2 separate regions of the Sus scrofa genome follow, and region 1 is linked to region 2. A link is a contact called in public Hi-C data. All regions are on one chromosome and are shown on one strand. The core of a region is the stretch at or near the end of the contact, and the rest is flanking DNA. Distances in the headings are between cores, read along the strand shown. Region 1 overlaps HERC1 (probable E3 ubiquitin-protein ligase HERC1). Region 2 overlaps DAPK2 (death-associated protein kinase 2).

Region 1 (5,621 bases), core at 560-3,059, 210 kb after region 2:
GTTGAATCTGTAGTTCACTTTGGGTAGTATTGACATCATCCTAACAGTATTAAATCTTCTAATCTATGCACATGGGAAGTGTTTCCATTATTTATGTCTTCTTTAATTTCCTTTTTTTTTTCGGCCACATCCCACTGCATGTGGAAGTTCCTCAGCCAGGGATTGAACCTGCTTCTCAGCAGTGATAGTGCAGGATCCTTAACTGCTAGGCCAGTAGGGAACTTCTTTAATTTTTTTGAGCAGCATTTTTATAGTTTTCATTGTACAAATCTTTCACCTCACTGGTTAATTCCTCAGTATCTTACTCTTTGTGATGCTATTATAAATGGAATTGTTTCCCTAGTTTCCTTTTCAGATTGTTGGTTATAGAAATGCAACTGATTTTTGTTGATTTTATGTCCTGCTGCTTTGTTAAATTCATTTTTTATTTCTAATGGGTTCATTTTGGTTTGTTTCGGCTTGTTTTGTGGATTCTTAAAGGTTTTCTACATGTAAGATATTATCTGCAGTCAGAGACAATCTTTTTTTTTTTTTTTTTTTTTGTCTTTCTGCCATTTCTTGGGCTGCTCCCGTGGCATATGGAGGTTCCCAGGCTAGGGGTCCAATTGGAGCTGTAGCCTCTGGCCTACGCCAGAGCCACAGCAACGTGGGATCCGAGCCGCTTCTGCGACTTACACCACAGCTCATGGCAACGCCAGATCCTTAACACAGTGAGCAAGGCCAGGGATCGAACCCCCAACCGGTTCCTAGTCAGATTCATTAACCACTGAGCCACGACGGGAACTCCCAGAGATAATCTTCTTTCTTTTCAATTTAGATACCTTTTATTTGTTTTTCTTGCCTAATTAATCTGGCTAGAACTTCTAGTACTGTGTTGAATAGAAGTAGCGAAAGTAGACATTCTTGGAGTTCTGTTTTGGCTCAGTGGGTTAAGAACTCGGCTAGTATCCACGAGGATTCAGGTTCTGTCTCTGGCCTCGCTCAGTGGGTTAAGGGTCTGGTGTTGCTGTGAGCTGACAGCTGTAGCTCCAGTTCAGCCCCTAGCATGGAAACTTCCATATGCTGCAGGTGTGGCCCTAAAAAGAAAAATAAAAAGCAAGAGGGTAACATCAAGTTTGTAGAAAGATGGAGGATGAACTGAAGTTGGGGAGAATCTGGTATTAGGGAGTTGAGTAAGGAAGCTAAGCTAGTGGGTCAGTATAGAGAGAATTTTCACTTATATGTACAGTTCTGACTCACTTCCAATTTTAATATGTGGGTTTTTTTCCACATCACTACACAGTTCTTGGATACTGAGTGATTATTCTACAGTTCAACTCAGTTTGACACTGTCTACCTGGAGATAGTGTAAAATCTCTTAGGTTAAAGGTTCAATCCTATATGACCCCATCCCCACCTTTAGACACCAATTGTAAGTTTAGGTTGTCACCTGTGCTTCTGACCAACTAGCTGTAGATTGAAGGTTCCAATGACCCCATCCATGGGTTCACCTAATTTGCTGGAGTGGCTTACAGAACTCAGAGAAATGATTTACTCACTACATTCCTGGTTTATTATAAAAGGATGTAACTCAGGAATAGCCAGATGGAAGAGATGCATAGGATTAGGTGTGGAGAAAGGATGTGGAGCTTCTGTGTCTCCTTGGAGCATGCCAGTCTTCCCAAATCTCCATGTGTTCACCAACCTGAAAGCTCTCTGAACCCAGTCCTTTTTTTGGGTTTTTACGGAGGCCTCATTACATAGACATGATTGATTAAATCACTGATCATTGGTGATAGAGTTCAACCTTCAGCCCTTTTCCCTTCTGCAAGAGGTCAGGGGTTGGGACTGAAAGTTCCAACTCTAATCATGTGGTTGACTCCACTAGCAACCGCCACCCCCTGGGAGATTTGGAGATTATTTCATTTGAATCCCTTATTTTGTAGATGAGCCCTGGGAGGGTAAGTAATTTTATGATAGGTCATTTCTTGATTATTAGTGGTTTTTTGTTTGTTTTGTTTTGTTTTGCTATTGTTTGTTTGTTTTTTGGCTGCACCCATAGAACATGGAATTTCACGGGTCAGGGATCAAACCTGTGCCATAGCAGTGACCCAAGCCAGATCCTTAACCCATTGTGCCACAAGAGAACTCTGATTAGTGTCTCAATTTCCCTATCCCATTCTAGTATTAACTGAATTGTGCTCAACTTCTTTGTAGCTAAGGTAGGAAACTGATAAACTGGATTAAGACATTAAGGTTTGAAAATAATTGAATATAAAGATATAAACTTTGTGAACCTACTGTATACTTTCTTGGAGTTTCAGGGGAAAGGAAAAATTAAATCAGTTATCAGTTATTGCACCTTGTCCCAGCTTGACGGTTGCTGATAACAGGAACTACACTGAAAAGTATTTGATTAAATCATAGGTTTTGCTGTTTTTGAACAATGGTGGGATATCAACAGTGGAGATTCTATAAGTAGTGGATAACTTGGCTTTGAAATGGATGGTCTGAAAACTAGCTTTTAAATAATATTTGAAGAAATTAACTTCATTTTGCATCTTACTGAGGGCTAAAATTAATTTATTCTTGTCTTTCACATTTAGAGATCATCTTGATTATAGCCAGTATGAATGGGGCTTACAGCTTGAAAAATTTAGACATTCTAGTTGATTTTATTATGTGGTTTAGCGCTGAAGGAACCAGAATTTATCATTTGATGAATTGGTTTTCATTCTTTTATTTGCCTACAACATTATATAGTAAAAGGACTAAGCAGAACTTTTCAGAAGTTTAATTGAAAATGTTATTAGTTTGATGCTGTATTTTATTCTTTGAACCTCTCTGCTGATTATAATTATTCTGAAAAACTTCTTTCCCCTTTCTTCGGCAAATCTTGCTGCATTGATGATTCATCTTTCTGTTTTACAAATGCATTGTCAGAATATACCCAGAGGTTTTGTGATGTTTATGTATAACACAAATATGAAATGACAAAGTGTAAGTAAAACTATCCAGTAAACATGTCTTATGTAGCAAGCTGATAGATATATTCTGTGGTATTTGTTCCATAACTTTGCAAATTTCTGTATGACCAAGGAAAGGACAAAGACCTTTAAGCTATGTTACTTAATTTTTGTTTTTAAAAACTTCTATATTATAGTTATAAACATGATAGATAAATCCTTAAAAATTTTTTTAGGATTTTTTTGGTTGTTAAAATGCTGTTTATAAATACAAGACTATTATGAAGATAACTTTTGCATTTCTATATATGTATTCTAAATTAAAACAACAATGGCACATTGATAATCTTTGATTATATTATAATTGAAAACAATATGCCTATACAAACTTTTTTGTTTTTCCTTTTCTTGAAGAATATTTAAGACTCTAGAGAAGTAAAGAGGATAAAAAAAGACTTTCTTCTACTAACATTGTGAGTTAAGCAACTTTTTTTTTTTTTTTTTTTGGTTTTTTTGCCATTTTCTTCGGCCGCTTCCCGAAGAAAATGGCAAATGGAGGTTCCCAGGCTACGCCAGAGCCACAGCAACACGGGATCCAAGCCACGTCTGCAACCTATACCACAGCTCACGGCAACGCCGGATCCTTAACCATGGAGCAAGGCCAGGGATCGAACCTGCCACCTCATGGTTTCGTTAACCACTGAGCCACGACGGGAACTCCCATAAGCAACCATTGTTGAGGGAAACTGTGTTTGCTATGAAGTCAGCTAGCTCTCCTAATTTCAGGAAGGAACTCCTGATTATTTTTTCATTAGCACTCACTCTTATCCATGGGAAGAAAGCTCTCCCTACAGAGGCAAAGCCGGAATAATTTACGCCTCCTGGACATTCTTGCCTGAGATCATCATAGATGTTTAGGGGGACAAACCAGTGAGAGGCTGCTATTTGGTTATGTAGGGACAGTGAATAGGGCAGTGAAGACAAGAAGGGCACGCTGTCCTTGTATTCTCAGTTATCAAGTCAACAGGGTCTCCAAGCATGAAGATCATTCCCCAAACTTATACATATGAAGGTGTAACTGGGGATATACATAAGGCACCTGCAGAAGTGGTAGTATCTGTGGATTCATTCAATGACATAGAGATGTTAGTATTACTCAGTGAAGGTTCAGACATTGTGTTGTTACACACTGAGAGTTTACCTAGATAGATAGATACGTCAACAAGTTTACAAATGATTGGACTTGGATTGGCAACTCTGCAGAACTTTTCATTCAGGTATTCAAAATATCTTGTTTTCCCATCCCAGGGCTGGGTCAAATTGAAGCAAAGAATAAAGTTAGGTGGGCTTAGCAGCCTTACTTTATAAAATGGGTACATGGATCATTTAGAACCGGCAGCAACATATGGAATCCAGGTGAAATTACTTATAGGGTGAACTGAAGAATTGGATGGACTGAGGTTTCTTTGGCCATCAGAGAATTTTTCCCCTTTTGCAAGGGATTGGGAAATACACATGAGGGCGTTATCCTATGGAAGGTAAGGAGAAAACAAAGTAAGAGACAGTATTGAAAGTAATGTATACAGGGCTGGTCCATCTTAGGAAAGCTGTCAGCCTCAGTTATCATCTTCTCCAGATCCTGCACTTTACCTTCATGTTGCCATATGGTGTGCCCAGCTGGGGTTTGGTGCCTTCTTTGGGTGTGACGTGAATCCAGAAGTCTGGTATATGACGGCGTAATTGTTAGTCAACAGTACTTGATAAGGGGCCCTTCTGCCTTCTTTAGATAACACATCCTGAATTCATTTGGGGGAAGCACTTCCTGCTATACTGTTTTTGTTTTCAGTAATTTATTGAGTTGAAATTCTTGTAACAAAATTAACCATTTTAAAGTGAATAATTCATTTATACTTAACAATGTTGTGCCACCACCATCTCTGTCTAGTTTCAAAACGTTTTCACTACTCCAAAGTAAAACCCCTTACCCATTAAGCAGTTTCTTTTTAATTCTCTGCCCCCACTATCTCCTGGCAATGTTTTTTTCTTTTTGTCTCTATTCATTTAACAATTCTGGACATCTCATGCAAATAGAATCATACAATATGTGACTTTTTGTGTCTGGCTACTTTATTTTAGTATAATTTTTATAAGGCTCAGTCATGTTGGAGCAGATATCAATACCTCATTCCTTTTTATGGCTGAGTAATATTCCACTCTATTGTATAGGCAATACATTTTATTTACTTATTCATCTATTGATGGCATTTGAGTTTCTACCTTTTGGCTACATAAGTAAATATGTTGTGAATGTTCCCATACAAATTTTCCTATGCATGTGTTTTCAGTTCTCTTGGGTTTAGACCTAGTTGAGGAACTGCTGAACTGTTTTCCACAGCTATGTTTCCATTTTTATTCATAATAGTGAGTATCTTATGGTTTTTATTTGTTTTTTCTTGATTAGGTTAGTTGACTGCCTTTTTCATTTTTTTCCTGTTAAAGAATCATCTCTGAAACTTTGCTATTGATACTGTTGTTTTTGTGTCTTTTCTGTAAAAAAAAAAAAAAATTTTTTTTTTTTTGGTCTTTTTAGGGCCACACCCATGGCATATGGAGGTTCCCAGGCCAGGGGTCTAATTGGTGATGCAATTGCAGGCCTACACCACAGCCACAGACACA
Region 2 (5,619 bases), core at 2,800-5,299:
ACATAATGAATGTTTGAATCCTGGTTTCACTTGGCTCTCAGGATCTCTAGTCTAGCTTTGCCTTGTGACCTTAATCAAGTTTCTCTTCCTCTCTGGTCCTCAGTCCGTTTTTCCCTCTCAGCTCTAAAATGCCACTATTCTGTGGAGTTCCCTTTGTGGTGCCGTGGTTAACGAATCCAACTAGGAACCATGAGGTTGCAGGTTCGGTCCCTGCCCTTGCTCAGTGGGTTAACGATCTGGTGTTGCCGTGAGCTGTGGTGTAGGTCACAGACGAGGCTCAGATCTGGCATGGCTGTGGCTCTGGCGCAGACCGGCAGCCATAGCTCCAATTAGACCCTTAGCCTGGGAACCTCTATATGCCGCAGGTGCAGCCCTATAAAGCAAAATAAATAAATAAATAAAATAATAATAACAGTGTGGTACATTTCTCTTTGTGAGATTGCCCTAAAGCCAGTCCTGTAGCATTGCCAAGATTAGGGGACCCTTGCTGATGGTAACTGGCATTTGGGTGGTTAGTCTTTTATAACTGTACTCTAGGCCACAGATTTATGTCTCTAATGTGTTTACCTTTCCTTTTTGTTGCCACCTTAATTTCCTCTTTGCAGGGTTAAGCCCTTCAAGGCCAATGCCTAAGTCACCTCTTCCCTATATTCTATCTGATACAGAGTCAGGAATAAGTGGCTGGCAGATTAAACTGGGGGATGTGGCTGACCTAGCCCATTACTTTGCCTCCTTTACCTGGCCAAACTTACCTCTCAGTACTCCCTAACCTTTCTCACTCCAGCTGCACTGTCCAAGCCTTTTTAAAATATATATATAATTATATCTTTCATTTAAATATTATTATTATTTTTAATTACTCAATGAATTTTATTACATTTATATTTGTATAATAATCATCACAACCAAATTTAGAGCATTTCCATCCCAAAGCCTCAGTGCATCCCCCCAACCCCCAACCAGTCTCCTTTGGAAACCGTGTGGACTCTTTCAAAGTCTGTGAGTTAGTGTCTGTTCTGCAAAGAAGTTCATTGTGTCCTTTTTTTAGATTCCACATGAAAGTGATAGCATTTGATGTTGGTGTCTCTTTGTCTGACTTATGTCACTTAGTATGATAGTTTTTATGTCCATCCATGTTGCTGCAAATGCCGTTACTTCTTTCCTTTTAATGGCTGAGTAGTATTCCATCGTGTAAATGTACCACATCTTCTTTATCCACTCCTCTATTGATGGACATTTAGGTTGTTTCCATGTCTTAGCTATTATATCTGCAGTGAACATTGGAGTACATGTATCTTTTCGAGTCATGGTTTTCTCTGGATAGATGTGTTCAAGCCTTTTAATGAAATGTTCTTTTTGCCTTCTGAGCACTTTCTCTCTCATCTCCCATCCTCTCTTCTGCTAGTTCTACTCAGCCCTCGAGTCCAGTGAAAAATCCCTCCTGTCCCTCTGCAGCCTTCCTGTGGTACTTTCCCCAGTGTCAGCCATCTCTCCAGCTTCCAGCATCTATAGCCCTCACACATAATTGTTCTGAAGCACAAGGTTTTCTGCAGGTTCGTTCTGTGTTCTGAGCCAGACTGTGAGCGCCTTGAGGACAGGGGCCAAGAAGGATGGTTCTTAGTGTCTCCACCACCTCTAGTACAGAGCTGGATCCAAGGTAGGTACTCAACAAACACAGGGGCTGGTGCACCTGTAAACTGTGTTCAGCCAGCACTGAGCCCCCAGGGGCTGGAATTTGTGTCTGCAAGCCCAGAGAAGGTAGAAATGCAGTGGCATCATTTTCATCACAGCCCTGTTCACACGACCGTCTTTGTTTTCTTGCCTGGAGGGGCGGGCCAGGGAAACAGGCAAGTGTGCAGAGCCGTTTGGCATCCCAGCAGCTGTACAGAATGCTCACTTGTTCTCCCGCTCATGCGCCAGAATTGCCCCATAGCACAGCTTCCTCCTGCACTGGTGTTAGTCTAGTGGCCTCCATCCTGCTCCTCCTTCTCTAGGAAGTGGCTGAGCCTAGTCCTGTGAACCCCAACAGGATATCTAGTCCCAGAGAGAGAAGATGCCAGAGCTTCCCCTTGTAGGCAGTGACCGATCTCAACTGAGGAGGTGCCATGAAGGTTCCAATTCATGGTGGTGGCTTTCTTTTGGCTGTCTGAGGGTGAGGGAAATGGAAAGATTCATCTGTGGCATCTGAGCCATCAGTCAGGTACTTGGAGTAAAGGATCTGATTCAAGTCCAACTTTGGCTGCCCATATGCTATGCAGCCTTGGACAAGACACTTTCCCTCTCTGGGCCATGCAGCATTTTAGTGTGCATGGAACCTGAATGCAGGTCTCCTTACTCCAGGCCCTTCCTCCCTCTACGACTCCACAGAAACACAACAGGAATTTGGTAACACACCAAGTCACCTTTCGTTTTGCTATTGACCTGTTCCTGTTAGTCCGTAAGGTGCTCTTAGAATTGGGACTTTCTTCAGAGGCCTGCAGTCAGAGATTTACCCTTAAACCATAATTCTCCTACTTCCCGCCTATGTTTTCCTTTAAGCCTCTGCCTTCCTTGGGGCTGCCTGATGGGTCTGTCTTTTGGTACTGCAAAGAAAATCCTTCCAGAAGAGGTGGGCCAAGTGGCACTGCTTTGGTGAAGCAAGTAATGCCTTCCCATGGCTGGGTTTCCTAAAAATTTGTCCTAGGAATAGATTAATGAATGAATGAATGAATGAATGAATTCATTCATTCCATGGGATCACCTTAGTCATCACTCTAAGAGACCAGGCCACTGAAGACCTCTCTGTGGAACTGACGATCTCAGAGCAGCACTCGTCCAGTCTCTCGTCCCGATGAAATGGGTTCTGTCCCCCACTACCACTGCAGCACTTTCCATGTTGATGCGTTCAGTAAGACCATGCTGTGAGAGCTGGTGTGAGAGTAAAGGCCGCAGGACTTGGTTCTGGAGCTGCATGTGCTAGGCAAGTCCTTTCCCCTCACAGGGCATCTCAGTTTCCCCATCTCTAATATTTAAGTACCTTCCAGCACTAGCCTCATGTGACTTTATGATTATGTGAATCATCCTTGCTGGGTCAGAGGCCACCTGCTCAACAGGGCAGGTCACTTGCCAAGTGCTCTGACCCGTGGCACGGTAAAGCCTCCGGTGCCACCAAGACTGCTGCTGCTGAGATTAGCCAGGGACACTTGGCACTGAGGCTGTGCCCAGGGCCTGTTTTAGCAACACAGCTAGTAAATATTGACTCTGTGACACCAAAATGGAAAGCAGAGATGACTGTGTTAACTCACTCGAGGGGTAGAAGCTCATCAAACCCTGATAAGACAAGATGTAGTTATGCAATATGGGGGTGTATCACTGACAAATAAGTTGTTTAGGGCTGGGGAGAGCTGAAAACAGGGCAAGAGAGCCATCACGGGGGATCTGTGATCAGTACCGCTGGCCTGCTTGCTCATTGTTCCTTTTTAAATGAAAAGTTACTTAAGTTCTTGAAGCATCAAGAAGAAAGACTGGAAGGAAATACAACAAAATATTCACTGTGACATTCTCTAGAGATGATGAAATTACCAGCAATTTGATTGTTTTGTATGCTTTTTCCCCTATTTTTCACACTGTCTATAATGATCACATTACTTTTATAATCAGAGAAAGGCCATGTATTAGAAATAAAATCTCCTTCTTTGGAGAGTCTGAAGGACCTTTCAGAATCTTTCAAGAACCTCAGATCTTTGTGTTTTGTCTACTGGACCTTGAACGGTAACAGAGCAATCAAAAAAAAAAAAAAAAAAACAAACAAGAAAAGTCTGTAAGAGAGACACTCCTCTTCAGGATAAATCCTGATCTAAGCATGTTTACTTATTGATTTGTACTCATGAAAGCAGAATGTGGTAGGAAAAAAATTCCAATCACTTGAGATGTTGGGATTTTTTTTCCTAAGTGAACAAACAGTGCTTCGAGTGCTTTCTGTTTGCTAGCCACTCCACAGTGACCAGGCCCAGCCTGGCCCAGAACTGGGCAGATCTGAGAACAGAGCACTCTGGTAAGTGGTTACAGGTGAGCTGAAGCTGGGAGGAGCCAGGTATGGAGGAGGGACTAGGCCTTGGAATTTGGAGGATAGGGATAGGAGTGTCATTGTAATAATGATTATCTCCAATTAAGCACCAACCATATAATAGGAAACTTCCTTATTACCATTTTCTTTTTGTGTTTCTTTTTTAGGGCTGCACCCATGGCACATGGAAGTTCTCAGGCTAGGGGTTGAATCAGAGCTTCAGCCACTGGCCTACTCCATAGTCACAGCAATGCCAGATTCGAGCCTCATCCGTGACCTACACTGTTGCTTGCAGCAACACTGGATCTTTAACCCACCGAGGGAGGCCAGGGATCGAACCTGCATCCTCATGGATACTAGTTGGGTTCTTAACCTGCTGAGCCACAATGGGAACTCTAAACCTTCCTTATTACTAATCTTAACAAAACTTTGCGTGACAGATATTAGCTACCTTTTAAGGATGAGGAAACCAGGGCTGGGAAGTCACCTGTCTCAAGCTTCAGAGCCCAACAGTGGCAGGCTCTGGATTCACATCTGCCTGACTGCAAAGCATTTAACACTAGAGAACAGAAACCTACAAAGGGAGCCTGAGCTAACACACAAGATACATGCAGTCTGATCTGGCCTGAAGGTCTAGGGAGGAAGAGGCAGCCTTAGCTGTAAAACATGGGCAAGTGGCTATAGGTAGGATCCTGGCGTGTCAGCCCTGACCCCAGTGCTGGGTATGTCCACCCTCCTCAGCCCTGGGGGTGACCCAGCAGTGCCAGTGGGGCCCCAAGAACCATGGCACAGGCGAGCCTTCTTGAAGGTTCCTCTGGCCAGCCCAGAGGGCCCTTCATCTTGATCGTGGCTGGTAGGGTGGGGAGGCCATTTGTTGAGGGGTGGAGTTGGAGTCTGGGGCTGCAGCATCAGGGCCTGTGAGGGACGATAAACTGGTCCGTAGACTTGCTTTTACCTGGTTAATTTAGGGCCGCACCTGCAGCACATGGAAGTTCCCAGGCTAGCGATGGAATTGGAGCTACAGCCAACGTCCTACACCACAACCACAGCGATGTGGGATCCAAGCCGCCTCTGGCATCTATGCTGCAGCTTGCAGCAATGCCAGATCCTTAACTCACTCAGGGAGGCCAGGGATCAAACCTGCATCCTCATGAATACTAGTTGCATTCTTAGCCCGCTGATCCACAACAGGGACTCCCATACCTGGTTAATTAAAACAACCATTAAAAGAGTTTCCTGGTACTTTAGCTTTTTAGCTGGAGTAGTAGAGCTCATTTCTGAGTCTGAGGCAGTGATTGGCTCTTGGAGCCCCACAGATCCTGGACTAAGCCCTTGGGACCGGCCAGGAGCCTCACTTCCTCGCCCTCTTCTGCTGAATATCTGTCTACCTGCAAAGTGTAACTGGAGAATGCTTTGTCTGCCCCCTTCACCCGGGAAGGCCTGCCTTCTGAGAACACATGCCTCAAAGGTGGCGTTTATCAGTTAGGGCTGGTTTCTACTTATTTTATTTTCTTAGGAGAAAGGGTGTGTGTTTGAGGGGGAGGGGCTGAATTGTGGTATGTGGTGTTTTTTAA

The links. A called contact is a pair of places that touch in the nucleus more often than the background predicts.
Region 1: a Hi-C map of liver shows a contact between it and region 2, with 5 times the contacts expected there. The contact joins two enhancer-like sites. A contact is called at or near these places in 2 of 47 Hi-C or Micro-C datasets (embryonic fibroblasts and liver).

The regions. Positions count from the first base shown.
Region 1 is chr1:108,233,747-108,239,367 of Sscrofa11.1, forward strand. All of the region lies in intron 1 of HERC1 (probable E3 ubiquitin-protein ligase HERC1), which reads left to right. Among named protein-coding and RNA genes, the nearest start is that of HERC1, 30 kb to the left of the region's middle. Within about 2 kb of position 1,810, at least 1 of the 83 cell types and tissues checked has an H3K27ac peak or open chromatin away from gene starts, as enhancers often do. A contact at or near this core is called in liver, where this site is marked.
Region 2 is chr1:108,019,907-108,025,525 of Sscrofa11.1, forward strand. All of the region lies in intron 2 of DAPK2 (death-associated protein kinase 2), which reads left to right. Among named protein-coding and RNA genes, the nearest start is that of DAPK2, 25 kb to the left of the region's middle. Within about 2 kb of position 4,050, at least 9 of the 83 cell types and tissues checked have an H3K27ac peak or open chromatin away from gene starts, as enhancers often do. A contact at or near this core is called in liver, where this site is marked.